Regions from separate parts of the Mus musculus genome. Here all the other regions are linked to region 3. A link is a contact called in public Hi-C and promoter capture Hi-C data. All regions are on one chromosome and are shown on one strand. Each heading gives the region's core, a stretch centred on a gene start, on an enhancer-like site or on the middle of the called end of the contact. The rest is flanking DNA. Distances are from core to core; before and after follow the strand shown. Region 1 holds the start of Hltf (helicase-like transcription factor). Region 2 has its middle 25 kb from the start of Gm31320. Region 3 overlaps Gyg (glycogenin).

Evidence for each region. Promoter capture Hi-C pulls out the DNA fragments that hold promoters and counts their contacts. A called contact is a pair of places that touch in the nucleus more often than the background predicts.
Region 1: a contact with region 3 is called in a promoter capture Hi-C map of the C10 cell line. The contact joins the promoter of Hltf here to the enhancer-like site in region 3. A contact is called at or near these places in 2 of 39 promoter capture datasets (the C10 cell line and neutrophils), 2 of 484 Hi-C or Micro-C datasets (the HPC-5 cell line and nephron progenitors), 2 of 115 datasets of contacts at active chromatin or transcription factors (the SCID.adh cell line and embryonic stem cells) and 3 of 9 other capture datasets (adipose tissue, liver and pancreatic islet).
Region 2: a contact with region 3 is called in a Hi-C map of bone marrow-derived macrophages, with 2.3 times the contacts expected there. The contact joins two enhancer-like sites. A contact is called at or near these places in 1 of 39 promoter capture datasets (liver), 1 of 15 datasets of contacts at CTCF or cohesin (the NIH/3T3 cell line), 22 of 484 Hi-C or Micro-C datasets (the G1E-ER4 cell line, Sertoli cells, bone marrow-derived dendritic cells and 13 more), 5 of 115 datasets of contacts at active chromatin or transcription factors (bone marrow-derived dendritic cells, bone marrow-derived macrophages, cardiomyocytes and 2 more) and 2 of 9 other capture datasets (adipose tissue and pancreatic islet).

The regions. Positions count from the first base shown.
Region 1 is chr3:20,055,969-20,059,096 of GRCm38.p6, forward strand. Hltf (helicase-like transcription factor) reads left to right here and starts at 1,843. Exons shown (of 25, transcript NM_009210.3): 1 at 1,843-2,039; 2 at 2,931-3,128. The coding sequence starts at 2,020.
Region 2 is chr3:20,195,941-20,199,394 of GRCm38.p6, forward strand. No RefSeq gene overlaps it. Among named protein-coding and RNA genes, the nearest start is that of Gm31320, 25 kb to the right of the region's middle. Within about 2 kb of position 2,196, at least 12 of the 459 cell types and tissues checked have an H3K27ac peak or open chromatin away from gene starts, as enhancers often do. A contact at or near this core is called in bone marrow-derived macrophages, where this site is marked.
Region 3 is chr3:20,129,156-20,132,135 of GRCm38.p6, forward strand. All of the region lies in intron 5 of Gyg (glycogenin), which reads right to left. Among named protein-coding and RNA genes, the nearest start is that of Gyg, 24 kb to the right of the region's middle. Within about 2 kb of position 1,421, at least 43 of the 459 cell types and tissues checked have an H3K27ac peak or open chromatin away from gene starts, as enhancers often do. A contact at or near this core is called in bone marrow-derived macrophages, where this site is marked.

The sequences.
Region 1 (3,128 bases), core at 593-3,092, 73 kb before region 3:
GCAGTAAGTTTCCTGTTGGGGGAATGAAATATTTCATTCTTCAGATTCTCAGTGAGGGCTAGAGATGTAACTCAGAGGAAGAGTGCCTGTTTAACATGCACAAAAATCCCAGGGAAGATGATGCGCCATCAAATGAATCTTCTGTAAGGCTGATTAACTGAGCTACAATGATTGTGCAGCATTTCAAATGCTGCAAACCCAGAGCCAAATTTTCTTAGGCCATCTCTAGCCTTCTTAATTGCTACTTATTGTCCTCCTCTGCACTTAACATGTTTCTGTGACCACAGGGTAAATCATTTGGAATGTACATACAGTGCTACCACTCAGCAAACTAAACAGCTAAGGATAATGTCAGTATCTTAGGTCTCTAATAAAGGTTCCCTGTAATACTCTTTCCCACCTACCTAATGGTCACACCAAATATATTTGGAAAGTATCTTGATTTATGACTTTCTTTGTCCTGTTAGTATAAAAGCTTCATGAAATGGCTTCAATTGAAACATAGCACTTGGGGTGGCCTAATTCTGTGTTCCCAGGCCAATGACTGATATTTGCCTCCAGCATAAATTGTCTCTTAATACTGTTAAAGTTAGTTTTCTTGTTTTTGCTTCTCTCTCTCTCCTTTCTTTTTATCATAGCATTCCCTAGGGTGCCATTCCAGCAGACAATCCTCAAATGGTCACATTTTACTTTTAGTTCACAGATCATCAATATTTAAGACAATGAACATGTGCCTCTTAAAACATCTTACTGACCACCTTTCATCCTCTGCTGATGGAAGCATAAAATGGACCACTCTAGGAAGGATGACTTCCAGTGTTTAAAATGTTTACAAACACATCTAGACATTCCGATGGTTTACAGCACACCCTATTATGTTTGGCTGGGCAATACCTTTAGCTTCCTACTGTTGGTGCAGCAGAAGATGCAGCAGTTAATGGCTGCTTCATCAAAAGTAGTTTTATGGTCTTTCAAGATGCTGGAATTACCTTTACCTTGCCTGATACTGTTGCATACAAAACTCCAAAGTGAAATGTCCCTTTAGATTATAAAGTATAAACATATAAACTTTATATGCCCCAGTACAGGGGAACGCCAGGGCCAAAAAGGGGGAGTGGGTGGGTATGGGGGACTTTTGGGATAGCATTGGAAATGTAAACGAGTAAATACCTAATTAAAAAAAAAAAGAGAGAAAAAAAAAGTTTCTTTATAGTGCCTCCTTCATTTTCCTAAGAAAACACACGTAGCCCCAGCCACCACCTCGGACCTTACAACTAATGTTGGACCAGTCTGCCTTTTTCAGCAAGAGCTATAAGGTTGTATTACTTTATGGCTTTCTTCTACCAAGGGAAAAAAATTTCTTTAAACACAATAAAAGCGAGATGGGAGAAGGAAATTCGTAAGTTCTCATTCAGATTTCCAGAACTCAGGGTCTCGCATACACGGAGGTCGCTAAGAATAAATAGAGTCAGGGCTCAGCAGAGGAAATGCAGGTATCCCACCCAGGGCTCCTACTGGAGTAGGCCCTGTTAGGCATTCCATCAGATAGGGAGCGTCTGACCTATGGGGACATCCTTGAGGAGTTAGGGCAGTGGCTAGAAGACCTCTTTCCCCCTAGTCCGTCAGAACCTTGAGCCCTGTGGCTCACTCAAGAAGCCTCGATGTTTTACCGTGCAAGGCGTCTCGGACTGCGGAAGAACCAGGTAGAACCCGGACGCGCCGCACTGCCTTTGAATCGCAGCACTGGGCGGAGCTCCCCACCCTCTTGTATTGTGATTGGTTGGTCTTCGTAGACTCTTCCTTTGGATTGGGCCCTGGCGGTGCCGATCGCAGAACGTCACCGGTTTCTCAGACTGTTGCAGGAAGGAGTGGTGTGGACACGTCTCACCGGGCGGACGCGGCCTGGCGGTTCTGATTTGGATTCCGGCGCCTGGGCCACGACGCCTTGAGGAGCTTTATCAGGCTGTCTGGGAAGATCTGGGGAGCCCAGGGCATCCCGAAGTCACCCCGCCCCGCGCCATGTCCTATACGTTCACGAGGTGAAGGGCTGAGGGGGGCTGGGCGTGAGGCCAATTGCTCTGCGCTCTATTCTAGTGAAGGTGCGCGCCCGGGCGCTTTATAGGTGCAGTTTGCATCCCTTCTGCGGGTCGCTTGCCGGTGTTGCTCCTGGAGGCACCAATGCATTGTCGCGGCTGACCAGAGTGGCTGCGACCTCGGAGAATCTGCGTCAAGGGCTTGGCGGGGGGGGGGGGGGGGGGTGGCGGGGGGGGTGGAAGCGGGGGGTGATTTATTCACCAATGTTATCCCACTGTTCGCTAGGCATTGTTATGGTAACAGCTTCCAACTTGTATTTCCCGGCACTATGCAAAAGCGCACTAAAGCATATTTGCAGAGGAGCTGAGAGGGAAACTCGCGACTTGATAGCCCCGTGTGTTTTTAGGAGAACTACATCTTCTAGGAGGCTTCCAGCAAACACCTCTTTTCATCATCTACTGTGGTTTTCATGCCCATTTTTGCAACAATTATCCCTATCCTTTAAAATAATGGGGCTTCAAGGTCAGTTCTCTATAGTGTCACAATTTAGATGCTCGATTTAAAATGTGTTCTGTTCCAAAGGAGTTAAAGCAGAGGATGCTGTGGATGCATTTATGTTAAAATTTAAAGTTATTTTCATAGCGGGCAGTGGTAGCCAAGTACCTGGGAGGGAGAGGCAGGTGGATCTCTGAGTTTGAGGCCAGCCTGGTCTACTGAGCGAGTAGGACAGCCAAGGCTACACAGAGAAACCCAGTTTCAGAAAAGGAAAGAGAAGAGGGGAAGGGGTTAGGGGACCAGGACAGCCAGGGCTATACAGAGAAACTCTGTCTCGAAAAACCAAAAAAAGAAAAACAAGTCCTGTTTTGTTTTTGGTTTTTTGTTTTGTTTTAAAACAGGGGTCCTGTTTGGAAGTATTCGCAGTCTGTCCAGTATGGATCACACGAAAATATTCCAAGACTTTCATACTCAACTTTCTTGCCACATTTTGAATTCCAAGACATTATTCCTCCAGATGACTTCCTAACGAGTGATGAAGAGCAAGATTTGGTTTTATTTGGAACTATGAGAGGACAAGTTGTTGGACTACGCTATTA
Region 2 (3,454 bases), core at 946-3,445, 68 kb after region 3:
TAAGAGGCTTCTCATTGCATTTCTCTAGATCGTCACTAAGATCATTGCTGATCGTTATTTTCGTAAGTAAGCCAGGGGAGAGCAACACTCTCAGAGCTTTGCAATTGTCTTCCAGTTTGGTTTCCAGGTGCTTTGAACTTATGCTACCCTGTTAGAACACTCTGAAGTCAAGTGAGTACTTCTAGAATAAATCCAAGACATTGAGTGACTGAAGGATCACATCTTGTTAGAATCAGAAGTAAATTCTAAGCTCAATTGTCTGCTTTGAACCTCCTTTATAACAGATGAGGGGAAGCCATGGGAAGCACAACACAATTTAAAACCAGTCAAGGCAATCCAGCATTGGCATTAGCCTGTCTATTGCATTTTGAATGGTTAGTACTGATGTGTTGACTTTTAATTTACCAATATCCAGAATCATAAAATTAAAGTTGTGGGCAGAGTACAGAACAAAGTGATAGTAAAAAATCAACATTTATTTTTCCCGTTTCTAGGTACTATTTCTAGGCACTGTTCTAGGTACTATTTCTAGGTACTGTTGTAGGTACTATTTCTAGGTACTGTTCTAGGTACTGTTGTAGGAACTATTTCTAGGTACTGTTCTAGGTACTATTTCTAGATACTGTTCTAGGTACTATTTCTAGGCACTGTTCTAGGTACTATTTCTAGGTACTGTTGTAGGTACTATTTCTAGGTACTATTTCTAGGTACTGTTCTAGGTACTATTTCTAGGTACTGTTCTGATTCTCACAATTCTGATTGGCTTCTCCCTGATCATCACTTTTCATCTCATCTTCTAATTTTGTGTCATGCTCAGGCTGCTCTTTGAGTCTACTCTAAAGACGTCTCATGTTTGTACTAACGTAAGGTCACACTTTTTGTCAAAGGGTCTTGTCACAACAAATCTGCCCTGTAATTCTATGGAGACTGTTGATGAACATCCTTAGCAGGTGTAGATCCTAATTTTGTGTCTCTAGCTGTACTTAGTTTTTGAGAATGAGCAAGGGTTCTCCACCATTCAGACACTGGATTTAATACTGATTTTTTTTTCTTTTTATTCTGTAGACTGGAGAGGTGACCTGGTTCCCTCACTTGTCTTTAATGCCTTTTTTTTTTAAAGGTTTATTGTTAGTTTTCCCAGCCTAGTGTTGAATTGATAGAAAAGTGATTTCTCCTTATCATTCGCACTGTTTAGATTGCAGGTAGTGCCATGATGTCTGACTCTGGAGTATGCTCAAATATCCTGTGTTCTCCCAAATAGATGATAGATGGGACAAGGTAGTTAAAGTGAGATGGAGGAGAAGACCTCGTCCGCATGCAAACCTATCCTAAGATCTAGCTCCTATGTGAGTCTATGGATTACTCAGGTTAGAGGTGACCGTGTCAGACCTTAGACACCCCAGGTCAGGGACCAGAATTCAGTCACTGAGATTACCTGACAGCTCAGCATGTCACAGATCTTCATTTAGGTAGGCGAAGGCTATTACAATCCAGAAGGACTAGGAGATAGGTCCCTGAGACCAGTGGTTTTGATTTGATACGAGAGGAGGGTGAGAGGAGGGATGTAATTGGTACAGGGCATGGGACCATGTTTAGATTTGTTGGAAGAAGAGCTTGATCAGAAAGGACCAGGCCACAGGAGGCAACACCCTGAGTGTGTTTTAGAAACATAGTAACTCAGTTAATTTCTGGTCTGCATTCACTACAATATTCTAGGTTGCTGATGTCTCCCCCATAAAAGAAATCTGACGAGCCACGAGGAACCTGTTTGAGAAGATTACTCTTCTTTTAAGATAAGAATGCTTTTCCTGGCCAGAAACTCAGCCTGTGTTTAGAAGCTGTTGTGTATGGCATAAATTAATTCTTTATACAATTGATGCAAGTTGGCAGATCTGAAATTTGAACTTAGTTTTTTTCTGGTTCAAGAAGCAATATGAGTAACTCAAACAAGAAAATTTAGAGATATTTGGCAAGGAAATAAATCTTGGGAGGTGACAGAGTAGAAGGGAGATGATCAAAACCAAGCAAATGCCATCAGCCAGGCGGAGTGGATTTTAACTGAAAGGGAAGTGCTCGTGCTTGTAGTTCCTTATCTAAAATCCACCGGCTCGGTGGAAACGTCCGAAGCCCTCACATGAGTCACATGACAACGGGAATTGGCACAAGAAATAGGCCACAGACTTTTGCTTGGAAATCATAGTCAAGGGTGAAGCTATGAAGAAAGCTTGTCATGTGGCAACAAGCCTCCTCCTGCGGGGGAGAAAGAAACGGGAGCCAGTGTATGAAGAAAGGTGATTAGATGTTTGACCATAACATAAACGGAGGGAACTTAGGTGAGTCTCTGGATCTCATTGTCTTTGTCCATGGGCATTTCTAACAGTAATTGTTCCATGCTTGTCTCCACAAGGTGTCCAAGCCCAGGGGGCCTCTGAGGCTGAGGGAGGACGGTCTAGAGATCTACTGCCTGGGTTCTCTCGCAGACCAGTGGGCTAGAGATCCAGGTGGGATGGAGTTCATCCTTGTTTCCCATTAACCTAGACACCAAGGCAATGCAAGTCACCATGAAGGCTAGCTGTGGAGGCTAGTTGTCTGGAGAAGTCAGCTCATTACTGTGCCTATAAATACACTGTATAAATTACAGGTTTGTTTATACATGTAACTGTGGTCTTACTATCTTCCTCACCTGTCTTAATAGACCAGAGAAAACTCAGCCTTAGTGTTATATAACTGCAAAGTATGCACTGGACAAACTGGCTGATGACAATCTTTCAATCTTGAGCATATTATACAGGTAATTTGGGGGTTTCATATGAGTCCGGTATGAAGTGGATGTCACAGAATCCTTGTATTTTCTTTATGAAAGATTCCATCTTTTTCTTATGCAGATGAAAGTCTTTGTAGAACCACATGGTCCCCGTCTTCAGTTTTACCTATCTTTTTCATTGGGAAAGCGATGATCACTCAAAAAAAAAAAAAAAAATTCATCCAGCTTTTTAGCTTCTCTCAAATTCTGAAGGTTTTAGCAAAAAAAAAAAAAAAAAAAAACAAACAAACAAACAAACAAAAACAACAACAACAACAAAACAACAAAACAAAACAAAACAAAATAATACAAAACAAAACGGGCCTGACAAGGTTTAGGAGTTGAGTAGCAGCGCCACCTTGTGGTTCAGATCTGCCACTGTTGGACGCTATTCCCACCAAGGCGTGACTGAGTGATTTGCTGAGTTTGGGGATAAAGTCTCTAAAGATGCAGTGGGGTCATGCGAGTGAGACCCTGGTCTGGTAGAAGTGAGAAAATAATTTTTTGCTGTCTATAGTATTTTGTTATTTCAGCTTAACCATAATAAAATACTAGTCTCACTTTGAATGTAACTTCTGTGGGTATTTGCGAGTCTGGTCTATGAACGTGGAAGTTAAGAGCAGCGAAGATCCTTTTCCTTTGCTTTGTGTG
Region 3 (2,980 bases), core at 171-2,670:
TCATTAGCTAGATCACTATTACCTTTTGTAATAAAGAAATGATCCTCTTCCTATGAAATATCTTTACTTATTCTATCCTAATAGAGAGAGAGAGGAAAAAAAACCTAAATCGAGTGGTTAGTTTTTTTATAGACAAAGCAGTCCTAAATTACTTAATAAGCTTTGTTTAAGGTAGATGCTGTTTGTCACGTGTGGTGTCCCTCAACCTAAGTTTGCTACTGCTATGTTTCATAATGAAAATTTGACATGTGACTACTGTGAAAGGGTTGTTCAACTCCCCAAGGAGTTGACCCACAGGTTGAGAACCAGTGTATAAGATGTCTGAGATGTGGGTGGAATTGCTCTTTTTGACCTAAGGTAAAGAATTTCTTAGATAAAGATTAGCAGGATCATAGAAATTATTACATGGCACAATGACCAGATTTCTGTAACAAAACATAGGATTTGTGTAGCTTTCTAAAACGCTGATTGGAGCAGACTACGTAAGAGAAGACAAGCAGCAGATCCTGAAGACTGGGAGGAAGCAGGGAAGAGAGAAGAATGATGCAAGGCTGGCTGTGCAGGAACCAGGCAGCAGTCGCTGGTGGTTTTGGCTGAGGCTACGGCACTCGTTTCTGGGCAGCAAGGACTGAGGACTTCTCCAAACTTTAGTAGTTAAACTGCCACATATACAATGGTTATAGAAATGGATAGTGGTAGAGAGCAAGAGAAAGAAAACATGCAAGAGCTGGCACCTGCACTGGTCACTAAACAGGTGGTTGGTCTGGGCCAGCCCAAGAGCTCCTGGGTGACTGAGGCAAAGGGAGTGATAAGGCAGTGCTAAATGGGAAACAGACTGCACTCAGGAATAGCAATGAAGACTAACTTGCCAGTTTTATGTAAAGTAGTTACAGCAGAGAACAATCTCTGAAATCGTGTAGAGCTATTGCAGTATGAGAAGTACTATCTGGGTCCCACACTGGTCACAAAAGTTAAGGAGTGCCTTCGCTTCTATCACAGTATACTAGCTGCTTAGCAGAACAGCCAAGGAGGCTAAAGGATTTAGCCAATAGTCTTATATACAAAAACGATGAGCAGAAGGTCTCAAACACTTGGCTAGTTTTTGTGTCCAAGGTTTCAATTTATCTGATTTCAAGTTTCAGACTTTTTACATCTACATTATGGGCATGAGGGAATGACTTAAAGAATATTTTTCCAGCCATGCCATGCAGTGCTGGTGGGGAGATACACCCAGAGAGACCTGCCCTCTACTGCATGGCACAGGTAGGCTGTAGACACACAGAGGCCTGTATGCCACCATTGCAGTGCAGCAAAATTCAGCCCAGCAGGAGGAAGACATCCAGAGACCCACTCACTGCCATGTCACATGGGCAGGCTTAGACACTTAGAGTCCTGCTTGCTGCTATGCCACGCAGCGGAGCAGATGAGGTCACCCAGAGGCCGGCCAGACATGTGGCAAGCCTGGAGTGGAAGCCACTACAGTGTGTAAGTATGTGGTGGACAGACAGAGAGAAAGAGAAGCAGAACACTGAGCATTATGAATAGAGACAGAACTGGAGATGAGAGGGTGGGGAGGACTAGGCAGCCCTGCTACCTGAGACCATGGGGGAAGTTCCAGACCACGTTGGCACTGAGGGCCATGCCTGGGTCTGTGGCCATGCTACAGCAAGTTGGTGTTGATGCCTGTGGCTTATATTACCACTAGAGACCATGGGGAAATCCCTGGTCTGGACAGCCTCCTGGGACCATGTCGATATCCAAAGGCTATGCAGAACTGATGTCACCCCTCACTGCTATAGCACTCTGGAGAGCTGGCTCCACCTCCTGTCAACAGCAGTAGCATTTAGGGGAGCAGGCTGAGGTTGTGAGTGTGGGAGATCTGGCCTTGCCACTGTCTGCCATCAGGCAGAATGGGCACAGGGGTGATGCCCATCCCTCACCACCTGCAGTAGTTGGGTGAGCTGGCCCTGAGTATGTGAGAGTGGGAGATCTGGTCCAGCCCCTCACTGGCTGTAGCACTTGGGAGAGTGAGCCCAGTGCATGGACTGGGCAGCACAGCGGGGCTGGCTTTGGAGGTGTGGGTACATGCAAGCTGGCCCGAGGGCACGAGAGCAGGAGAGCTGACCCTGCCTCCTGCCACAGCATTGGGTAGCCTAGCTGAACAGGGCTGGAGAGCTTGCCCTGGTGCCCTGGTGGTGTGGATGCAGGACAGCTGTCAGGCTGACCAGCTCAGCTATTAGCCAGGCCCAGAAGCAGGGTTTTGAGTTGGCCCACCCCCAAATCTACATTATCTATGAACTGTTTGAGTTCATGAAAGGGCCAGTTCTGCTGACCCAAAACGGCAAGATCTCTATGAGCGACAACAGGATAACTGGGAGGAGTCTCAGAGAGGATCCACCATTAATGATGTTACAGAAGCCAGAGATCTTGAGCCATACCAATGACTCATTGCAATGAACATTTGCAAGTGAAGATGTGTGGACAGAGGGATAAACTGTGTGTGATGGTTTACATATGCTCAGCCCAGGGAACAGCACTATTAAGAGGTGTGGCCTTGTTGGAGTATGTGTGTCACTGTAAGGATGGGCTTAAATGCCCTCAACCTAGCTGCCTGGAAGCCAGTAATCTCTTAGCAACCTTCAGATGAAGATGTAGAACTCTCAGCTCCTCCTGCACTATGCCTGCCTGAATGCTGCAATATTCCAACCTTAATGATAATGGACTGAACCTCTGAACCTGTAAGCAAGCCCCAATTAAATGTTGTCCTTTATAAGACTTGCCTTGGTCATGGTGTCTGTTCACAACAGCAAAACCCTAACAAAGACACTGAGACACACCATGACACACTACAGCTTCTATGACAAGTTTTTTTTTTTATGCTTTTTTTTTTTTTTTCTTTTTTGTGGTTTTGTTTTTTAGTTTGTGTATTTTTTATTTTGGGGGGAGAAAGAGGTTGTAAAGGAGGAGGGCAGATACAAGG